Linked DNA regions of Sus scrofa: region 2 is linked to region 1. Evidence: chromatin contacts called from public HiChIP or PLAC-seq data. All regions are on one chromosome and are shown on one strand. Each heading gives the region's core, a stretch centred on a gene start, on an enhancer-like site or on the middle of the called end of the contact. The rest is flanking DNA. Distances are from core to core; before and after follow the strand shown. Region 1 overlaps LRRK1 (leucine-rich repeat serine/threonine-protein kinase 1). Region 2 overlaps CHSY1 (chondroitin sulfate synthase 1).

What was found. HiChIP or PLAC-seq counts read pairs in DNA pulled down with a chosen protein or histone mark.
Region 2: an H3K27ac HiChIP or PLAC-seq map of alveolar macrophages shows a contact between it and region 1. The contact joins two enhancer-like sites. A contact is called at or near these places in 2 of 2 datasets of contacts at active chromatin or transcription factors (alveolar macrophages and skeletal muscle).

Annotation. Positions count from the first base shown.
Region 1 is chr1:139,617,766-139,622,726 of Sscrofa11.1, reverse strand. It overlaps LRRK1 (leucine-rich repeat serine/threonine-protein kinase 1), which reads right to left. Exons shown (of 34, transcript XM_021098586.1): 32 at 2,028-2,878; 33 at 1,543-1,644. Among named protein-coding and RNA genes, the nearest start is that of LRRK1, 130 kb to the right of the region's middle. Within about 2 kb of position 2,031, at least 5 of the 83 cell types and tissues checked have an H3K27ac peak or open chromatin away from gene starts, as enhancers often do. A contact at or near this core is called in alveolar macrophages, where this site is marked.
Region 2 is chr1:139,785,646-139,790,606 of Sscrofa11.1, reverse strand. All of the region lies in intron 2 of CHSY1 (chondroitin sulfate synthase 1), which reads left to right. Among named protein-coding and RNA genes, the nearest start is that of CHSY1, 16 kb to the left of the region's middle. Within about 2 kb of position 3,091, at least 3 of the 83 cell types and tissues checked have an H3K27ac peak or open chromatin away from gene starts, as enhancers often do. A contact at or near this core is called in alveolar macrophages, where this site is marked.

The DNA of each region.
Region 1 (4,961 bases), core at 782-3,281:
CATCAATGGTCCATGATGAATTTTAAGATTTAGCTCGATTCCCTTGCCATCCATCCCAGGCGTGCTTTTTCTCCCTTTCTAAGTTTCCACAGGCTGAGGAAATGCAGAGCAATAGATTAGGCAGAAAATCTGTACCAACAAGTCCTAACTCTATACACTCTTTTGAGGCTCTGGATTGTCTCAGCTGGTTGGAGCATGCACTGCAAGCTTTCTCCTGGGCCCTGAGAAGTGGTGGCCCACCTTGAAGCCAGAAACTCCTCCCTCCGCCCCCTGCGCCCCGACCCGTCCCAAGGCCAGCATGTCAAGTGGGATGGGCAGGGCCCTCCGCTCCCTTGGGCCTTGAATGTCTCCTTGGGCATCTGATAAATGCATCTCAAAACCTAGCAAAACTAGCGAGCTCTGGCTGCAGCCTTCCTGCCTGGGCTTTCTCCCTAGTGAGTGTGCCTGGCTCCTGGTAAACTTGTCTTTGGGGGAGCAAATAGGAAAATTCAGGGATATTAATGGGGGCATTCCAAGGTCAAAAGGGCAGGCCTCTACAGGTCCTCAACCCCCCGCCCCACCGGAAGCCTCTTCTGACATCTGGAAGCTACTGATGCCCAAAAATGCAGCTGGGGCCCAGCCACAATCCCAGATCTTGTCTCCAGAACCACTTGCAGGGCAAGGTCACTGGCGCCAGTGCCACTGACATGATCTCCATCAGTATCCTGCTCCAGGGAAAACAGGCCAAAGGGGATTTCTCCATAAGGGAGGTTAACAGCATGGGACTCAGCAAAGTGAAGGGTGTAGACACTGCCAGCCACCTGGTGACTCCAGGACACCGGCGGGCACCAGCCTCCCGTCTCCACAGCCAGGGTGACTCTCACAGTGGAGTCTGGCCTGCCTCCTGGTGGGAGCCCTTTGGATGGGTGATGGGCACAGCTGAGCCTGGGCATGGGCGTGGCAAGAGGTGGTGAGGCCTGGCTGCAGGGCCCTGGTTGGGGCTGAATGGGAGGAGGGGCCCCTCGGGAAGGGCTATTGCATGGTGGGGAGGACTAGGAATCACCTGGATCCCCATTTCTTTTTTGGCTGTCCCACAGCATATGGAGTTCCCAGGCCAGGGATCAGATCTGAGCTGCAGTTTCAACCTAAGGTGCAGCTGTGGCAAAGCCACACCCTTTAAACCACTGTGCTGGGTCAGGGATTGAACCTGCTTCCCAGCGCTCCAGAGATACTGCTGATCCCCACTTTGATTGCAGCTGAGCTTGGGCCCTGGAGGCACACCCCAGGAAGAACACTTGGTTCACAGCTGTAGTGGGCACCCCAGAAACAGTCAGCCACAACTGGTGATGAATGGGTGATGCCTGGTTCAGTTGGTATTTGCCGATCCTCTAGGAGCTGCCTGCTAGACCCCAGCATGTTCCTCATCTGCCTATGGCCACAGTGATAATGCCATGTTTATTTGTGGAAGACACAGGGGCGGCAGCCATTAGGCAGGGAGGTGGCAGGGGGCCTCGATTCCCCTAGCCACATGCCAGGTCCTCAAGTTGCTACCCTCAGTCTTACCCACGTGAAGTCAGCTCTCGGGCTTTCAAGACGGCGATGACTCGGCCCCGCTGGGCACCTGCATCCTTCTCCAGGCCGATGACGATAATATCTCCACCACGCCTAAGAAACCAAAACCCAGAAGGGGAAGCATTTGTCCAGGGCTGTGCTCTCCAGGGGAAACGGAGCTGGCGTGCAGAAAGGCATGGCAACAAATGCAGTTTCTGCAAATGGATTGAGTTACCAGAGGCCCCGAAGCCGGGCAAGAAGCCCTTTCCCAGGAGGAAACCTGACCGTGGCTCTCCTTTGTCATTCCCTGAGCTCTCTAGAGGGCAGATGGGCTTTCGTGCCGCCCGTCTTAGATCTGCTAAAGAGATCCCTCTGGTTCCAGGGGAGAGGAAACAGCTCATGATGGATCTCAATAATGTCTTAAGGTTCCCTGCACTCTGCTCCCAAAGCCAGAGCAACGGGCAGTGCAGGACAGCGCCCCCTGCTGGAAAACCTACCTGGGGACCCAGATGACATCTTTCACGGCCAGGATCTTCACTGCCTGCAAGTGCTGGCTGAATGCCTCACCGTCCACGGGGCTCAGGTCATGCTCAGGCCTATCGGAGCCCAGGGTGGGCTCCAGCAGCCTGCTGGTGTCCCCGCTGTCAGTGGAAAAAAGCAGACTGGAGGAGCTTGCTGGGGAGCAGGGCACGCTGGAAAGGGATGTGGGCACCCGGTGGGATGGGGACGAGGAGTAGGAGGACACGGAGCAGTAGTCAGTCAGCGAGTCCTGGTGGGTCAGGATCTGTGTTCCCAGCTCCTCACTGTACATGATGCTCACGTCCGCCAGGGAGTCCTTCTGGGGCTCCTTCGGGCTGGCGATGGGGCTGAGCAGGGGCTCCGGGCCCATGGGGTGCACAGGAAACACGTCCCTGAGGGGGCTAGGGTCCCCGCAGAAGTAGCGGGCGCACAGTTGGTAGGTGGCTGAGTGGTACATCACCAAGCAGTTGGCCCTGTCGTCCAGGCACCAGACGACCTCCTCCCCACGGCACTCAGAGCTGCACACGACCGACATGACCACCGAAGGGGCTGAGTAAGGCTCCAGCCGCCTGCGGATCTCCAGGGCCATGCAGTCGATGACCAGCAGGCCCGGCCCATTGCTGTACCAGACCTCAGACCCGCTGTTGACCACCTCCATGGCCTTCACAGGGTAGGGGTTCTGCCGCGCGTCTTCGTCTGGGATGCTGAACCTGGACCTGTTGGCTGTGTGTGAGCACAGGTAGGAGCAGCTGTTGTCTGGGGCGCCCCGCACCACGGAAAACACAGCCACAAGCCCATCAGCCAGGCCCGCCAACACCAGGTAGGAATTCTGCAGGGAGAAGGGAGGGATGTGTGATGCCTTTGCTTGTGCATCTTATGGATCCCAGGAGCCAAAAATTGGCCACAAGACCTCTGCATGTACCCCAGGGGGGCACTCATTTTCCATCCACAGGTACTTCTTGGAGGGGCAAGTTTTGGAAAAGGCAGGGGCTACCTTCTGGGAGTGCTCTCAAAGGAGGTGCAGTCCAGGCCCTGAAGAGCCACACCCATCCTCCCTGCCCTGAGCCAGAGTGAGAAGAAGGCCCTTGGCCCCTGAGGGAGGGGGCATGTGGCCTAGACCACAAGGCCAGACTTTGGTCAGCCTGGGCTTCTTGTAATGTCAGTTGCAGGGGGCAGGGGGTGGGGGACTGCCTTTTCGGTCACCAGGGCCTCCTTCAGAGGCAGGATGTGCGTCCTTCCCTCCCGTGAACTCTGTTCCTTAAGGTGACAGCAATTGTGGGTGCCCCATGGATCTGCTCTTAGTCTCCTGTTTGCTGTCCCCAGAAGGTGGGTGCCCCATGAGAGCAGGCCAAGGTCTGGTACCCACCACTGCCCCAATGCTGGTCTGCTATAGGGAAGGGCAAGGCCCCCTCCACCTCTGACTCTCCCTAGTTTTCTGCTCAAGTATTCATTCTTAAAGAAATTGCTTCCAACTCAGCTTTTCCGCGGAGGCGCGTCTTGGCCACTGTGCCACATTCCCCGTTTACATCTCTGAAATGCCTGTGGTTCAGCTGACACTGATGGGGGTCCTCGGGATGCCCTCACAACCCCATGAAGCATGTGCTCTTTTACGGCCACCAGAGGTCCCCACGCAGAGGCCAACATTGCAAAGACTGTGCTGAATGCTGGGCCCAGCCCAGGCATCCCTGGAGCATCTGTGTGGAGCTGGGGATGGAGAGCAGCCCAGACGCCTGGGTGGGGCTGGGGTGGGATGGGAAGAGTTTAGGAGAACAAAGCCAGAGTTGGGACCGAGCGGGGCCCCAGGCCCTGGGCCAGCGAGGGTGAGGACAGAAAGCCCCCTTGTTGGAGCTGGGAAGCTGGGCTGTCCCAGGTGATGAGTGAACCAGCCTCTAGCTCAACAGCAAGGTCAATGAGGCCTAAGAACGTTTATCCAAATCCATCTTCAGGTTTCGAGGAAAGAAAACAGCCAAAGCAAACAGGAGCAAGGCCTCTATCTGAGTCCCTGCTCTGGGCCCCAGCCAGGCAGTGAGCCCCACGTCCCGGCTGGGTGTGGACGTGCGCGTGCAAGAATGCAGGGGTCTGCTGTCCGAAGCCACGGGGCAGCACAGCCTCTGAGGGGCAGGCACCCTGGCAGGGAGGCTCCGCACAGAGCCAGCTTTATTCCCTCTGGTCTTGCGGGCGGGTGGCGGTGCCCTGGCTCGGGGCTCTGGGCAGCCCTGAGCTTAAATAACGCTTTGTGTCATGTCCTGCGCTCTGGTGCAGACGGGGTCCTGAGCTGCCCAGCCTCGCCCATGGGGCCACAGTCATAAATGGCTCAAGGTTGATTTCAAACTTTTTTTTAAAGAAATGAAACTGTAGAGGGGTGGAGAGGAGAGCACGTGTATTTCATGACCGTAAGGAAAGAGTAATAATGCTCATGTTCAACCAGTGCACCAGCCCAGAGCTTTGGGTACGTTATGCCCAGAGATCCTCCTCACAATCTTTTACGCCCATTTTGCAGGTGGGAAAACTGGCATTGGATGATGACACCCAGAGCTTTGGGTACGTTATGCCCAGAGATCCTCCTCACAATCTTTTACGCCCATTTTGCAGGTGGGAAAACTGGCATTGGATGATGACAGCCAACGTGTTTTAACAAAGCCACACCAACAAGGAGCTCTCGAGTGGAGAGTGTGCCTGCTGTAAAAACGGCACCTCAGGGCCCACAGAGGGGGTCCAGAGGCCTGGGGGGTTGGGGCGGAGCGTGGGGCAGCTTCTCAGAGTCCGGGTCACGGCCCTTGTTCTTCAGACCTGAATAGGAAGAGGTATGAGCCACTAGGTCAGTCCTAAAGGGAAAGGCCTGCTCAGAGTGCGGTGCTGGGAGGAGAGGAGTGAGAGGGGGTTGTGGAGGGGGGAGACCTGGCCGGCTCTGC
Region 2 (4,961 bases), core at 1,842-4,341, 170 kb before region 1:
AAACCACTGATAGTTGTGAGGAGCAGAGGAAATCACTAGACCTTGCCCAAGAAAAAGAAAAGCACTTTTGAATGTAAACTGTTAGCTTTTCTTCTGAGTTGATTTTCCAGAGTGCTTGTGTGAACAAGTAGTATTCTTGTCCGTACTTTCCTTTTCTCGAGACTTGCTTTTAGATGTTTCCTCTTCACTCTGCTTCATTCATTTGAACTTTTTGGGAAGTAGACATTTTCAGGTACATAGGAAGTGGTCTTCATGAATTTCCAATTATAAAAGATACATTTCAAATCTCAAATGTGATCTGCATGAACCCCGAATCTCTTTGTGTGTCTCCCCTGCCTCTCCATGGCACGGGCCTTTGCTCACTGGAGCTTGGGGGGAATTCTATTCTCATGGATTTTTGTTGCTAGGAAAGCCCTTTGGGGATTTTGAGCAGTTTTAAGCAAAATGCCATTGGCAGAAATCCTGCATTTTCCCCATCCTTAATTAAGCAGTTAGAACCATAACAGGTTTCATTATGGTTACAATGTGTAATGCCTTGTGTATTTTGGAGTGCTTCATGCTGCCGCTGACCTCTGAGAAGCTGGCCTTCCTGCTGGGACTGTAGAGGATAGGCCTGCCTTTGAGAAAGAGTTTTTAAAAATCTGTGTCTTCGTGTTGTAACACTGTTAAATTGTTACATACCGCTAGCTAGACACCAACAGAGCCAGTATCTTGAGTTTATCAAGAACTTTGGGCTAGCCTTAGCGCCAAGATAGAGTGAGAAAGTATTGTCCTGGGGCTGTGGGGGTTGGGAGACAGTTTGGGGGCTGTTTCCCTGGATTATGATGTAATCACCAGTTTTTTGAGGCCTGAGGTCTGGTGCTAGAAGTTGTCGGGTCTGGACACTTGGACCTGTCCATTAAACTTGATGCATCTGGTGACTGACCTTCTTAGCTAAAGGGATCCGGTGGGGAGGAACCTCTCTCCTGGGTTGCTCCTGGTCCCTGCCCAGACCTCAGCTTCAGATGCTGCCCCAGCTGCTTTGTGTTCCTCTAAATGCAGGAAGACACGGTTTTTCCTAGAAACTGCCAGCTTGCTCTCCCCGGGGCTTGTACCAGATGACTCTTTGTGGGAGAAAATCTTCTCCCAGAGTGTGGCTTATCTTTCCATTTGGAATGTAGTGTTTTTATTGTATGCAAATTGTGAGTTTAAGTATAGCCTAATTTGTCGTTCTTTTCCTGTATGGTTTATGTTTTTTGTGTCTTTAGAAACTTCCCTCCCTTGGGTCACAGGAATTTTCTATATCTTTTAATGTAAATTTAATTTTGCCTTTCACATGTGCATCATCATTACCATTTTTAAGAATTCTATTGGGACCTTGACCATTTTATTTGACCTTTGATTTCTTTTCCATTTCTTTTTTTTTTTTTTTTTTTTTGGTAGGGCTTTAAGTGCTTCTAACCTAAATCCTCATTAGGATTTATCATTATGTTTACCACTCAGGCAAGATTAATCCCTTTGGTGGATGAGGAACTTTTATTAAACTTCCTATAAACCTAGTTAACTCCATTAAGACTCACATTATGAGAAATTATTGAGGTGGAGTCTTATGTTAAAGACAATTATGTTAAGCTTTGAGTTTTGGAAGGTACTTATTTAGCTCTATTATAAACCTAGCCAGAAGGTGTAATTTTTTTTTTTCCTTGCAAGTCCCAAATAATGCTGTGGGATTATACTTATGTGTTTAAAGTGGCTCCTCAGGAACAACTGTCATAATCAAAATCCAGATTCATTTCTAGGCTTGTTTTGATTATTATTGGTGCCTAATTTATTAATACACAACTTCATTAGGTTTTTTTGGCGGCACTACAGCATATGGAAGTTCCCAGGCCAGGGATCAAACCTGAATCACGACAGTAACCAAGGCTATAGCAGTGACAAAGCTAGGCCACCAGGGAACCCTAATCATTAATACATGATTTTAAAAACTCTTTGAAAATCATTTTAATTTTATAGAAATGTATAGGAATGAGAGAATATCCACACAGCCTACACCCAGAGTTAACCCATTTGCACTGTTGTTTGCAAAGATAATTTCTTATCCCACCAGGGCACAGCTTACGTAAATTTAACAGTGTTGTCTGCAGACCCAGCAAGGTCCCGGCCACAACTCTTCCTTCTTCATTGCAGGTTCCAGCCTGAGGTCAGGTATTACATTTGGTTGTCTTGACTCTTCAGCCTCCTTTAATCTGGAGCATTTATACAACCTCTGTCTTTGTCTTTTATGACCTTAGCATTTTCCATAAGCAGCTTTCAAAACTTCATTTTCATGAAAAAATGTGACTGCAATATGGTAAACCATTAGGTGGTTTTTAGTAGTGATCTTCAAGGCTTATTAAAACCTTCCACTGTGAGGACCCAGCAGCCTTGAGTTAATACTGGTGGAAAAGAGGGAGGAGGAGCTGGCCAACCTGGTTCCCCGTTGTCTCAATGGGGTCAGCATCACTAACTCAGCTTTTTTTTTTTTTTTAAAGAAATGGTATTAAAAAATTTGAAACAGTAGTTTATTTTATTTAGGCAAATATATGAAATATTACTCTTTTAATAGGAAGGACAAAAAGAAAATTGACCTAAGTAATTATTAATTTTATTTTAAAAATTTTATTTATTTTTCTTTTTTGGCTGCACCTGTGGCATGTGGAAATTCTCAAGTTAGGGGTTGAATCTGAGTTGCAGCTGCAACTCACATTGCAGCTGTGGCGACACCGGCTCCTGAACCCACTAGGCCACAGCAGTAACTCCCTGTTTCTTATTGAAGTATATATATTATACCTATGGAAAAGTACACAAATCATAAATAAGTGTAGAGCTCAATGGACTTTCACAGATTTGACACAGCTAGGTAACCAGCATCCAGATCTTACTTACATCTGACTCAGTGTTTGACTAGTCATGAATATATTTGGGGTAGAAAATAACCATTACTAATGAAAGTTAGTAACAGGCATAGTTAGATTTGGCAATTAAAAAAAAATCGTCTTTTGAATGCTGTCATACAGGTTTCAGGGATACGTTTTCCCATCCCTCTCTCTAACCACTGGGTTCCCCTCATGAGTCATCTACCCTAGTGAGCCTTTACTGACATGCCCAATGCATGTATAAGCAATGAAGTTTGTATATCTTCCCCCTTTTATTTGAATGGTAGCATGTTTTACATACTATGTGTATCTTGCTGATTTTTGCTTATATCCCTTGGAAATTCTTCTATTCAGTGTGTAAAGAGCTGCATCTTTTTTTTATGGCCATTCACGCTCTTTCCATTTCTTCTCACCTGGGTTTCATTTATCCCAGCATGTCCCAAACCTTTCTACATCATGGCACACATATTGAGACGACTGCTACCCCAACCTCTAACCCCTCTACCCGGCTCCAGACCTGAAGTGGGTGTTATTTGGCACATCCCCAAATGTTTGGGAGACTCCAGTACACCAAGACACACCAGCAGTGACTGAGTTAACCGTTCATTGTTTGTTATGGGATCATTAATAGGCCCAGTGATGCACTCTGAACTAGTAGGAAATTGCAAAAGAAGAATGAAAGATAATGGCCTTTTTCTCCCTCAAAGACTCTAGTTGAGGAGACAGAAACATACATTCATGAAATAGTTGAAAAAACTTAAAAATGTTAAAACCCTGTGAAGCTGACTTTAAATATAAAACAGTACAGGGCAGGGTAAGATCTATGGTGTTTGTTGTATAGGAAGGCATATCACCAAGGGAAATTGGGAATTTAGAGCAAAATAGGTAAAAAAGAGTTCTTCCGTGTTAGCCTGAGAGACTTTTAAAGGAGTATTGAATATCCTTATATCAGAAGACTGGTTTTTGTTTTTTGTTTTTTTTTCCTTTAACCATAAAAGAAGTAATGTTTCTTAACTGCTAGTTGTCATAGAGCTGACTGAATTTTGGTGGTACCTTGATCATTCCTCTAGGCTGCTCATTAACCTTACCTGGCCAAGAACCAGGCAGACCTCCAAATGGTTAGACTAGATGCTCAAATACTGAGCATTAATGCTGCCTGTTTCTTTGAGGCAGAGTCCATCATGAGCCCTATTGTTTTGTTCTGGCAATTTGGTAGTTCAATTTTCAAGCTGCTAATAGATTAGAAGGGCAGTTAGCGCCCCCAAAAGGGGGCTGCTATTTAAGGACTGTATCAGCAGTGAGGTGTGAAGGGGAAGTGAAAAATAAGAGAAAATGAGTCCTAACAGCATAAGACCAACCATTGTGTTACTGATTTCTTTCTAATTTTGTTCCATATGGCTGGAGAATGTGCTTTGTATGATTTCCACTTTTTGAAAATTTATTGAGACTTTTTTATGGCCTCACATGTAGTGTACCCTGGAGAGTGTTCTACATCCACTGGAGGAGAATGTGTAGTGCTCTTGTTGTGTGGACAGTTACCTTGTTCAGTCTAGTTGGCTTTTATGTTTATCAAGTCTTCTTTTTCCTTCTTTGTCTGGCTAGTTCTGTCCACTATTGAAAGTAGGATATTGAAATCCCCAGTATTACTGTTACATTGTCTGTCTCCCTTCTGTCATGTTAGTTTTTGCTTCATATATTTTGGGGCTCTGTTGTTAGGTGCATATATGCTTATAACTATAAACCTTCCTGATGGATGACTCCTTTTATCATTATAGAATTTCTTCTTTCATTTTCAGTAACAATTTCTGTCTTCAAGTCTGTTTCGTCTGGTGTTAATATAACCACTCCAGCTCTCCTTTGGTTACTGTTTGCATGGTATATCTTTTTCCATCCTTTCACTTCCATTTATTTATGTCTTTGAATCTAAATTGTCTCTCTTGTAGAAACCGTATATAGTTGGATCATTTTTTAATCCATTCTTCAAATTCTGCCATTTAATTGGGAGTGTTTATTAACCTATTTACATTTAATATCAATTACTGATAGGGTAGGATTTATGTCTGT